Linked DNA regions of Pan troglodytes: region 2 is linked to region 1. A link is a contact called in public Hi-C data. All regions are on one chromosome and are shown on one strand. Each heading gives the region's core, a stretch centred on a gene start, on an enhancer-like site or on the middle of the called end of the contact. The rest is flanking DNA. Distances are from core to core; before and after follow the strand shown.

Region 1 (4,861 bases), core at 1,296-3,795:
TGAAGATTTGTTTTGTGTGTGTTCACATAGTTGAAGTATTTCAACATTTTTAAGAGGGATTTTCAGGCTTCTCTATAAGCAGACTAAGAATCAGCATTAGCATGTTTTCTCCATGTACAAAGTCTTTTATCTTTCTACTTACAAATGAAGGTTACCAATAAATATTTGTTGAATTTTATCATTCTGTTAACCTTCAGATTCAGACTTGTCAGTAATTACTGGCTTGCATTAAAAGCAGGAGATTAGAGATTGAGGTCCAGGAAGTATAAATGATTTGCTCAAAGGCATGTAGAGTAACCAGGTCTCCTGTCCCTCTGTCCCCCTTTTCTGCTACACCTTGTCCCTCGACAAAGGGTGAATGACCTAGTGATGGTCATTCATCTGATGAGAAAGGACAAAGGTAGGACTTTGAATCGGAGCAACTGAACCCATCCTGGCCTATTTTCACAGGCCTGCCACAGAAGATCTGGCCACCTTAGAAGGACTCATTCAGTGATCTTGGTCTTGAGCAATACCATGAGTACTTACTATATACAGGTACGCTGCTGTGCCGTAAGGATCCCCTCTGGAGCAAAACTGACCCAGGTCACAGGTTAGTGAGGGAGACTGAGCCTGTCTTCCACAGTGTCACGGAAGTGAGCACTAAACAAATACTCCCAGGCATGGATCATTACAAATGGAGGTGAGTGCTGGACAGGAAAGGACAGGAGGCTAGGCGAGAATTCAGCAGGAGGGCTTGGTGGCGATTAGGGGGCTAGGGAAAAGCAGAAGTGGGGCTGTAAAAGGCTTTTGCAAAGATGAAGGCTTTTACATTTGTGAGGGAAATAACAATAATAAAGGTGCTTGGAAGGGCTGCTCATCCGCATTCATGGGCCTCTTCCTAGAACTCTGGGAATCTTTCTCCCTAGAGCTCTGTAGGCGTCCAGGGTCAGGGCTGGAAAGGCCTTCACAAATGCTAATCTGTGAGCATTTTATGGGTTGCCCCCTGACCCTCAGCATCCTCCTCCTTAACTAGATCCAATGGTGAGGTGAAGAGGTGGGGGCGATGGAGAATGGCATTTCCAGTTTGGAGAAAAAAGTAGGGAGAGGCGGGGAAGCCTTCCCACCCCAATCCCAGGGCCAGGTTCCCCTCTCTCCAAACAAGCCTAAGGAATGTTTTTCAAGGCAAAATCCCACCTCACTGTGTATTTGGTTGTGAAGGGGGCTGTCCAGGAGATCAGGGTTGTTTTTGGAGAGTTTGGAGGGCAGGGGCAATAATGTCTGACCCCCTGCAAACAAATACACCTGTAAGAAAAGCTGGACCAGAGTGAAGTAAAGCCAGGATTTGATGGTGGCGGGAAGGGAGGGGGCCAATGCTGCTGCTGGACAGAGGGGTGTTATTTTCCCCGGAAGAATAGCATGTCGTGGTCATCATCATAATAATAGCTGACACAACTATTATGGGCTGGGGACTTATAAGAGCTTTCATAACTCTCAGGTAGGAGGCACTACGAACTGCATTTCACAATTGAGGAAACTGAGGCACAAAGAAACGAAGTAGTGACAGCAGCTTTCCTTTTTCCCTTCAACAGTTTGGAATCAAGCTGTTTGAGCCGAGGTTGGGTCTCAGGAGGTGTGGACAGCACTTCCATCTCGGTAAATCAGATTCGCCTGCCCATAATTGGGGAGAATGGTGGCTTTGAAAAGGTTAACTTGGGAGCCCTGGGGACGGCTGCAGGGAACGTACGCCCATTCCCCCTAGGAAGCAGAGCCAGGCTGCCTCCTCCTCCGCAGTGGTGAGGACGCGTGGACAGTCCCGCGGGGGCGGCGGGAGACTTGCGGAGTGGCCGCACTCCAGGTCCGCGCCAAGGCCGGGCAGCTCCGCTTTCTGCTCAGTCTCCGCGAGGTGTCGCCTTCGGCCGAAGAAACCACCGCGGCGCCACCCTCGTAGCTCGCACTTATTTATTTATTTATTTTCAAACAAGGGGGGCGCCCCTCTTCTTTCAATTTGAAACTGGAAACATCCAGAGGTCTTGTTCCTAAGGGGGCGCGTCCTCTCTCTGCTATTTTGCACCTTCGGACTAGCCTTCTTTCGGAATTACACAGGAGCAACCTCCTTGCAAGGCCTTGCTCAACGTTGGCCTCGCGCTCAGCTGCACAACACGCAGTCAAAGCGGGGGCTGGGTTAGAAGCATCGGTCTCCCCTCCCCAACACACACCCCCGGAGCCCTCCGTAATTTTTTTTTCTTTTAATGACAAGCAATTGCCAGGCTCGCAGGGTGGGTGCTGCATTGCACCGCTCCGCGCGCAGCTGGTTCTCAGAGTGCAGCCGGTGCAAGCCCGGGGGTCCAAAAGGGCGGGAGGAGCACACCCTGGGCTTCCCAGCTTTGCAGCCTTCTCTCTGCAAAGAAAAGCAAGTGGCTTTTGGCGCGAAAGCCTTGGCGCCTCCCCTGATTTTTATGGAAATCAGGAGGGCGGGGTAAAGCCGCTTTCCTCTCCTTTCTCCCTCCCCCTTGTCTGCGCCACAGCCCCCTTCTCTCCCCGCCCCCCGGGTGTGTCAGATTTTTCAGTTAATAATATCCCCCGAGCTTCAAAGCGCAGGCAGTGACAGTCATCTGTCTGGACGCGCTGGGTGGATGCGGGGGGCTCCTGGGAACTGTGTTGGAGCCGAGCAAGCGCTAGCCAGGCGCAAGCGCGCACAGACTGTAGCCATCCGAGGACACCCCCGCCCCCCCGGCCCACCCGGAGACACCCGCGCAGAATCGCCTCCGGATCCCCTGCAGTCGGCGGGAGGTAAGGAGCAGGGCTTGCAAACCGCCCGGCGCCCAGGGAAGCGACGAGCGCCGGGGCAAGGCAAGCCCTGGACGGGATTGCGACGTGCGCACCGGGCGCCCTAATATGCCCGGGGGACTGTTTCTGCTTCCGAAACAAAACCATCTCTGGGTTTTCCCAGAAAAGCCAGTTCCAGCCCCGAAGGCATCCTGGCTAGAGGAGACCCGCCCTAATCCTTTTGCAGCCCTTACCGGGGGGAGTAATGGCTTCTGCGAAAAGAAATTCCCTCGGCTCTAGAAGATCTGTCTGTGTTTGAGCTGTCGGAGAGCCGGTGCGTCCCCACCCCAGGCTGGGGTTCTTCTCCAAAGGGTGCCCCTGGAGGAAGAAGAGGGGGGGATTAGGCAGGGCGAGGCCGCCGCGGTCGTAATCTGGGTCACGGCTGCTCCAGCTTGGAGGAGAGGCGGCTGTCCCGGCGACCCTCCTCGCGCGGGCGCCCCTGCCATTCCCGGGAACAGGGGCTCAGCCTCTCCCTCCCTGGAAGAGGACGTTGTCGTGGGTTTGGAAGAGCAGGGGTGGGCTTAGAGAGCTTCCAATTAAGCTATTGGCAGGAGTATCCCTGCAGCGGGTGAATGCCGAGGGGCGTTTGCTCAAATTTGGGGAGGGGAAGGATTTGTGGATATGGGTGTCTGTTGTTGGTCTCTGTCTAGAGAAAGGCTTTTTTTTTTTATTTGCAAAGTTTTCTAAATCCCCTGCTATCATTTGCACTCCTGAGGTTGCATTTTTACAAAGGGGGTAGAAGGTACTCCAAATACCATTCCCGGTAGCTGGGTCGGAGAGCCTGGGGCTTCCCCTGAGCAGCCGGCCCCACACCGCTGCGAGTGCGGTTGTCTGCGTGCTCGTGAGAGCTAGAATTCTGCAGCCAGGAACAGCCCCCTCCCCCAGGCAGTGCCTTGTGTGAATGAAATGGCAGTTTCCAAAGTTGCGGAGCCTCGCCACCACCCCCTGCATCTGCATGCCCCCTCCCACCCCCTGTCGTAGACAGCTTGTACACAAAAGGAGGGAGGGAGGGAGGGAGCGAGAGGCACAACTTCCTCCACCTTCGGGAGCAGTGGGCAGAGTGGGGGGCTTGGAGGGAAGATTGGGGAACCTGGTTAGAGGGGGCGCCCATTGCCTATCCCCTCGGTCTGCCCCGTTTGCCCACCCTCTCCGGTGTGTCTGTCGGTTGCAGTGTTGGAGGTCGGCGCCGGCCCCCGCCTTCCGCGCCCCCCACGGGAAGGAAGCACCCCCGGTATTAAAACGAGCGGGGCGGAAAGAAGCCCTCAGTCGCCGGCCGGGAGGCGAGCCGATGCCGAGCTGCTCCACGTCCACCATGCCGGGCATGATCTGCAAGAACCCAGACCTCGAGTTTGACTCGCTACAGCCCTGCTTCTACCCGGACGAAGATGACTTCTACTTCGGCGGCCCCGACTCGACCCCCCCGGGGGAGGACATCTGGAAGAAGTTTGAGCTGCTGCCCACGCCCCCGCTGTCGCCCAGCCGTGGCTTCGCGGAGCACAGCTCCGAGCCCCCGAGCTGGGTCACGGAGATGCTGCTTGAGAACGAGCTGTGGGGCAGCCCGGCCGAGGAGGACGCGTTCGGCCTGGGGGGACTGGGTGGCCTCACCCCCAACCCGGTCATCCTCCAGGACTGCATGTGGAGCGGCTTCTCCGCCCGCGAGAAGCTGGAGCGCGCCGTGAGCGAGAAGCTGCAGCACGGCCGCGGGCCGCCAACCGCCGGTTCCACCGCCCAGTCCCCGGGAGCCGGCGCCGCCAGCCCTGCGGGTCGCGGGCACGGCGGGGCTGCGGGAGCCGGCCGCGCCGGGGCCGCCCTGCCCGCCGAGCTCGCCCACCCGGCCGCCGAGTGCGTGGATCCCGCCGTGGTCTTCCCCTTTCCCGTGAACAAGCGCGAGCCAGCGCCCGTGCCCACAGCCCCGGCCAGTGCCCCGGCGGCGGGCCCTGCGGTCGCCTCGGGGGCGGGTATTGCCTCCCCAGCCGGGGCCCCGGGGGTCGCCCCTCCGCGCCCAGGCGGCCGCCAGACCAGCGGCGGCGACCACAAGGCCCTCAGTACCTCC
Region 2 (5,008 bases), core at 1,271-3,770, 290 kb before region 1:
AGTAGGTTAAATTCTGCTTCGGTGAAGGTTTCTGGATGGCCTTCTTTTTCTCTCCCTACAGTGTGCACAGTGGGTGTACAACAAATATTATGATTAGCTTTTCATAAAATGGGAGGGTCTATCAACTTAACCTGGAAGAAATGAAAGTTCCTCTGTGGATACTGAGACCCAAAACAGAAAAACACCTAATGACTTTTAACCCTGAGCAGGAATCATTATTCCATGGTCCTATCCAGGACAGGATAGAAGACCAGGATGGTTTTCAATGGGAAAATACAGGTTTTGGCTTCTTCAAGAAAACCTTGACCAAAGCCTGAGCCTGATTTTGAGCATATGGGCCCAAAGCTCCAGTTTGCTATGGCTGAGTATTCAGTGTTATGGTGGACCGACACTTGCACAGAAATATGTGAATTCATCACGGTTATTTTTGCAGCATTGGAGTTGGCAAACTTCCAAGTCAAGAACTTTCTGCCTTTGCAGCTCTTGGTTATTTGAGGCTGGATGACTCACTTTGTGTAACATCCTCTTGTTTTCCTCCTTTTCCTCCCCGGGGCCCCCTCCCACCTGAGGAGATCGGTAGGGGCAGAGAGGGTTGTGGAACTCAAGCCACTGTTGGCAGCTTCTTTTCAGTTAACATTTTTTGGGGAAGCCATCTTTACCCACCTCTTGCTCTTATGAGGCAGGTCACTTCCCTCTTCTGTATCCTCAAAACCTTTTGTTCCTTCTTTTATTAGAGCGTTTATGTTCCGATATTTTATTTGACTGCTTAAATAATAAATAACAAATACATAATAAAATTTCCCTCAGTGTCTCTTTCTGGATAGAGTAGGGTGTTTAGGACAGGTCTGGTTTCAGTATCCTCAGTACCTGAGGCAGATCTGGCTGAGAAAAGGTGATTTGGTAAATGTTTGTTGAGTTGGAGGGAAGTTTAGATGGATGGACAGGTAAATTATCACGAGAAACTTTTGTGAAGGAATTTTAGACACCAGCTAGCATAATTAGGGTGAGAAGTTATGATTTGTCAGCTAGTTAATTTGTATTTTTTTGGGCAGGAGATATGCACATCCTGAAAATTGGGCCACAGAAGTAGACAGGTTCTAAGCCTTGTCTTTCTCTTTAAACAGGTTTTGTGTTTTTCAGGCTGAAGCAGTACTAGCTTAACCCAGGACAACTGGTTACTTTAGAAGGAAATCTCCTCACCACTGCTGTCCTACACTCTGTCAATTCTTTCTGAGACACAGCAGCAACATCCACAGGTGGCAGGCAGGCTGTGCCTCAGGGCTTTGCACTCCATCTCCTCTGCAAGTCAGGAATATTTATTTTACTTGAAGGAAACAGATTCAAAGAGGTGAGGTAACAATTGAACAATAATACTTGGAGACTTCAATACACTGCTTTCAATAATGGATAGAACAACCAAACGGAAGATCAATAAGAAAACAGAAGACGTGACCAACACTGTGGACTCACTAGACCTAAAAGACATCTGTAGAACATACCACCCAAGAGCAGCAGAATACACATCCTTCCCAAGTGTACATGGAACATTCTCCAGGATAGACCCTATGTGTAGAAGTCAATAACAGAAAGGACTTTGGGAAATTTACAAATATGTGAAAACCAACAGCATACTACTAAACAACCAATAAGTCAAAGAAGAAATCACAAGGGAAATTAGGAAATACTTTGAGATAAATGAAAAGGGAAACACAACATAGGAAATCTTATGGGAGTAGGTAAAGCAGTGCTTAGAGGGAAATGTATAGCTATGCATGACTATATTACAAAGGAAGAAAGATCCCAAATCAATAACCTAACCTTCCGCCTTAAAGCACTGGGGGAAAGAAAAAAGAACAAACTAAACCCAAAGCAAGCAGAAGGAAGGAAATAATAAAGATTAGAGCAAACATTAATGCAATAGAGAATAGAAAAACAGTTGAGAAAATCAACAGAACCAAAGGTTGGTATGTTGAGAAGATCAACAAAGCTGACAAACCTTTAGCTAGAAAGAGGTGAGGTAATTTTCCCAAGGTGACTCCAATAGCAAATGGCAGAGCCAAGATTCCAAAGCAGGACTGTCTAATGTCAAATCTGGGGTTGTAGCTTTGTCTCTCACCTGGACTAGGAGTGTGTCAAGGATCAGGAGCTTGTCTTACTCATGTGTGCATCCCCAGTGCTTTGCTCTGTGCCTGGCACACGTAGGGGCTCAGGAAATATTTGCTGAAGTAAAATGAAAAGTAAACCTCCTCCCCACCCTTAGCAACCATCTGTGTGAGATGATAAATTATGCTTCCAATGCAGATCAAGCTGAATTGCACTATTTCTGATGAGAAAAGCTGAAAACAGCAAACTGCTTGTCCTTAAAAATAAACCCTTCAGCTTCAGAGATTTGGCCCAGAAATGAACCGTGTTATAGCTCAAGCCCTGAGATTGAGTTTATTACCCTGGAGCCAGGGGTGATGGAGTTTGTGACTGGAGAGAGAAACTCGATCACCTTGACCTGGCCCCTGGATGCAGACTGCAGGCTGGTCTGCCCTTGTTCCCGGTCCCGGGCCCCGGAGGCTGAACACCACTCACGGGAGGGCTGGCTCAGCTCAGAGGGACAGCTGATCCCACAGAGCTCAAGACACTGAATCGTGTCCGCAGACCGATAGAACAAGGGTTCAGCGATGGTTTCCCAGCTGAGCCAGACCACATGGAGCCTAGCTTCCTGATATTTCGCAAGGGGTGGAATGTAAAGAATGTTGACTTTCATTAACCCAAGTGCATGTCGATATGTCCTGAAAGGCTGGGAGAAGGTGAGCCCAGGTAGATTCTAGAGCAGGATGCCACCACATGTTCAGGCTGGAGTGACATGGCCAGCTGTCCTGGGGGGCAGGGGAGGACAGAGACCCTTCACCAAATGCCGTCTCTTCTTGGCCTCACAATGGCTGCGTGAGGACAGCAGGGTGCAGGCTGCTTGCCCATTTTCCAGAAGGACAAGATGAGGCCCTTAGAAGTTGCCCTACTCACAGCCGGTAGAAAAATGAATCCAGTTTCTTGGACTCCAACGTCTTTCTGCCCGCCCCCCACCTCCCGACTCTCACCTCCTTGGAGGCTTACGGGGCTCTGTATAAGTTTCCCACAAAAAATCCGTGCTGCTGGGTGGAACGCGGGTGCTGTTCACATTCGTGTGTGGTTTTCCCTGGCTTATATGCAACAGCTTCTTTTTCTCTTTTCTTAATTTAAAGGTGACTCTTCTGGAAGTCCCCAAAGTGGAATTGACCCTAAATTGAAAAGAAGATCTTTCCAGGGCAAGAGCTTTGTTCTTGTGAATTTTCTGCCTCACCAACCATGGGGAATGTGAGCTTGGGGGGGGAAAGTCTGTTAAAGCTGGTCATTCATTTCAGGGGGCCAAGGAGCTATTCTGAAGGAGCAAAGTCTCCTCATGCTCTTGGCCTTTTGATCTACTCAGGCTCTGTGGCAGGAAGACAGGGAGGAATCCCTGATCACCCACAGCCCTCCCCGCTGCTGTTAAGGCAGTATGATGATGGGGGGTGGAGCTGGAGTTAAAAATAAAGAAATACAAGCTTGAATTCTACTTTAACATGAACAACCTCTAATTTTCATATCATAAAATGAGTAAAATAATATTTTTTCCCATAGAAAGTGATGAACTGGTACAAGTATTTTAACCAGTTGTAAAATGTCTCCTTCCCTGTATCTGTGTCTCCCGCTGTATGCCGCCACGATATCTGGCACGCATGCACTGTTCCAAATGTTGGGTTTAAAAATTTCATTTTATGATTAGAATAAAATAGAGAAATATTATCAGTGAATATTAATATAGCATTTAGTGACACAGCAGTTAGGATTAGGTTCAATTACATACAGCAATGCACTCAAAATATGGTGGCTCAAATACAAAGCATTTATTTTCTTTTTGATATAAAAAAGGTGTATTTGGGAGTTTTCAGATAAGGTATAAACAACAAAAAAAAAAAAGAAGAGAAGGTGTAGAGGCAGGCAGTGTGGAGCTAGGAGCTAGTAACGTCAGCCCTTCATCATCAGATATCCCAGCTCCTTCTGGCTTTCCGCTTTTCCATGCTTAGCTCATGACGTCCATCCTCAGAGATGCCGCATGATCTCACTTGCTGCTGGAGCACAAGCCATCATATCTGCATTAAGTACAGCAGAAAAGAGAAAAAAAGAGAAAGCCAAAAAGGAGCTCCCTTTCTGGTTGTCTCCCTTATAAAGAGTCTTCCCAGAAGTCTGATGCAACAACTTCTATATACAGCTCATTAGCTAGAACTTGGGGCCACATCTCCTCAAGAGAGGCTAGAATATGTAGGGTGTTTTTTTTGTTTTTTGTTTTTTTTAAGTCTGGGAAGATTGGAGTTCTGTGTCTAAGCCAGAATGGAAAGTTGGATGTTGAGGAGGCAACTAAATGTCTCTGCAGCATGCACATTATGTAAATATGTGATGATGGGGTCATGTGAATCTCATGTCCAGGCATGTGCATTTTTCTCACCAAATTTATTCATTCATTAGTCAGTTACTCTTCATGGAATCTGCTTGCAAAGCACTGGACTGGGTGCCATGCACACATAAATGAAGAAGTGAATACCAGGCCCCTTTCCCCCTAGTGCATGGGAGTAGATGGGAGAGAGGGTACCAGTAAGAGTCACAAGTGCAGTGATGGAATGAGCACAGAGGACCCAGAGCTCCTGGCTCAGCCTGGGGGTTCAGGGAAGGCCTCTAGGTAGAGGTGACAATGATAAGCCTTGAAGGATGAGCAGATGTTAGTATCTAGAGATAGGAATGCTGGCATAATTACGCAGGTGTGTGTCAAGTAATCCGCTTTGCTAGCATGCACCATGACAAAAAAATTCTCAGAAAGGCCCTCTGAGCAATTCCTGCTTCACTAAGATGGTATGAAGAGAAAATGAGAGACTTTGCTTTGCATCAATTTAGGGACCTTCTGATTACAAATGACAGAAACTTCAACTCTGTCTTAGGCAAAAAAGGA

Evidence for each region. Hi-C and Micro-C count contacts between places; a contact is called where the count stands out from the background.
Region 2: a Hi-C map of induced pluripotent stem cells shows a contact between it and region 1, with 2.6 times the contacts expected there. The contact joins the enhancer-like site here to the promoter of MYCN in region 1. A contact is called at or near these places in 3 of 7 Hi-C or Micro-C datasets (induced pluripotent stem cells and stem cell-derived neural progenitor cells), 1 of 1 datasets of contacts at active chromatin or transcription factors (stem cell-derived excitatory neurons) and 1 of 1 other capture datasets (stem cell-derived neural stem cells).

What each region holds. Positions count from the first base shown.
Region 1 is chr12:106,933,003-106,937,863 of NHGRI_mPanTro3-v2.0_pri, reverse strand. It overlaps MYCN (MYCN proto-oncogene, bHLH transcription factor), which reads left to right and starts at 2,545. Exons shown (of 2, transcript XM_009442027.4): 1 at 2,545-2,772. The coding sequence starts at 2,616. MYCNOS (MYCN opposite strand) reads right to left here and starts at 3,755. Exons shown (of 3, transcript NM_001329970.1): 1 at 3,564-3,755; 2 at 3,003-3,126; 3 at 1,927-2,380. The coding sequence starts at 2,271. The coding sequence ends at 1,942.
Region 2 is chr12:107,226,588-107,231,595 of NHGRI_mPanTro3-v2.0_pri, reverse strand. No RefSeq gene overlaps it. Among named protein-coding and RNA genes, the nearest start is that of DDX1, 49 kb to the left of the region's middle. Within about 2 kb of position 2,520, at least 6 of the 24 cell types and tissues checked have an H3K27ac peak or open chromatin away from gene starts, as enhancers often do. A contact at or near this core is called in induced pluripotent stem cells and stem cell-derived neural stem cells, where this site is marked.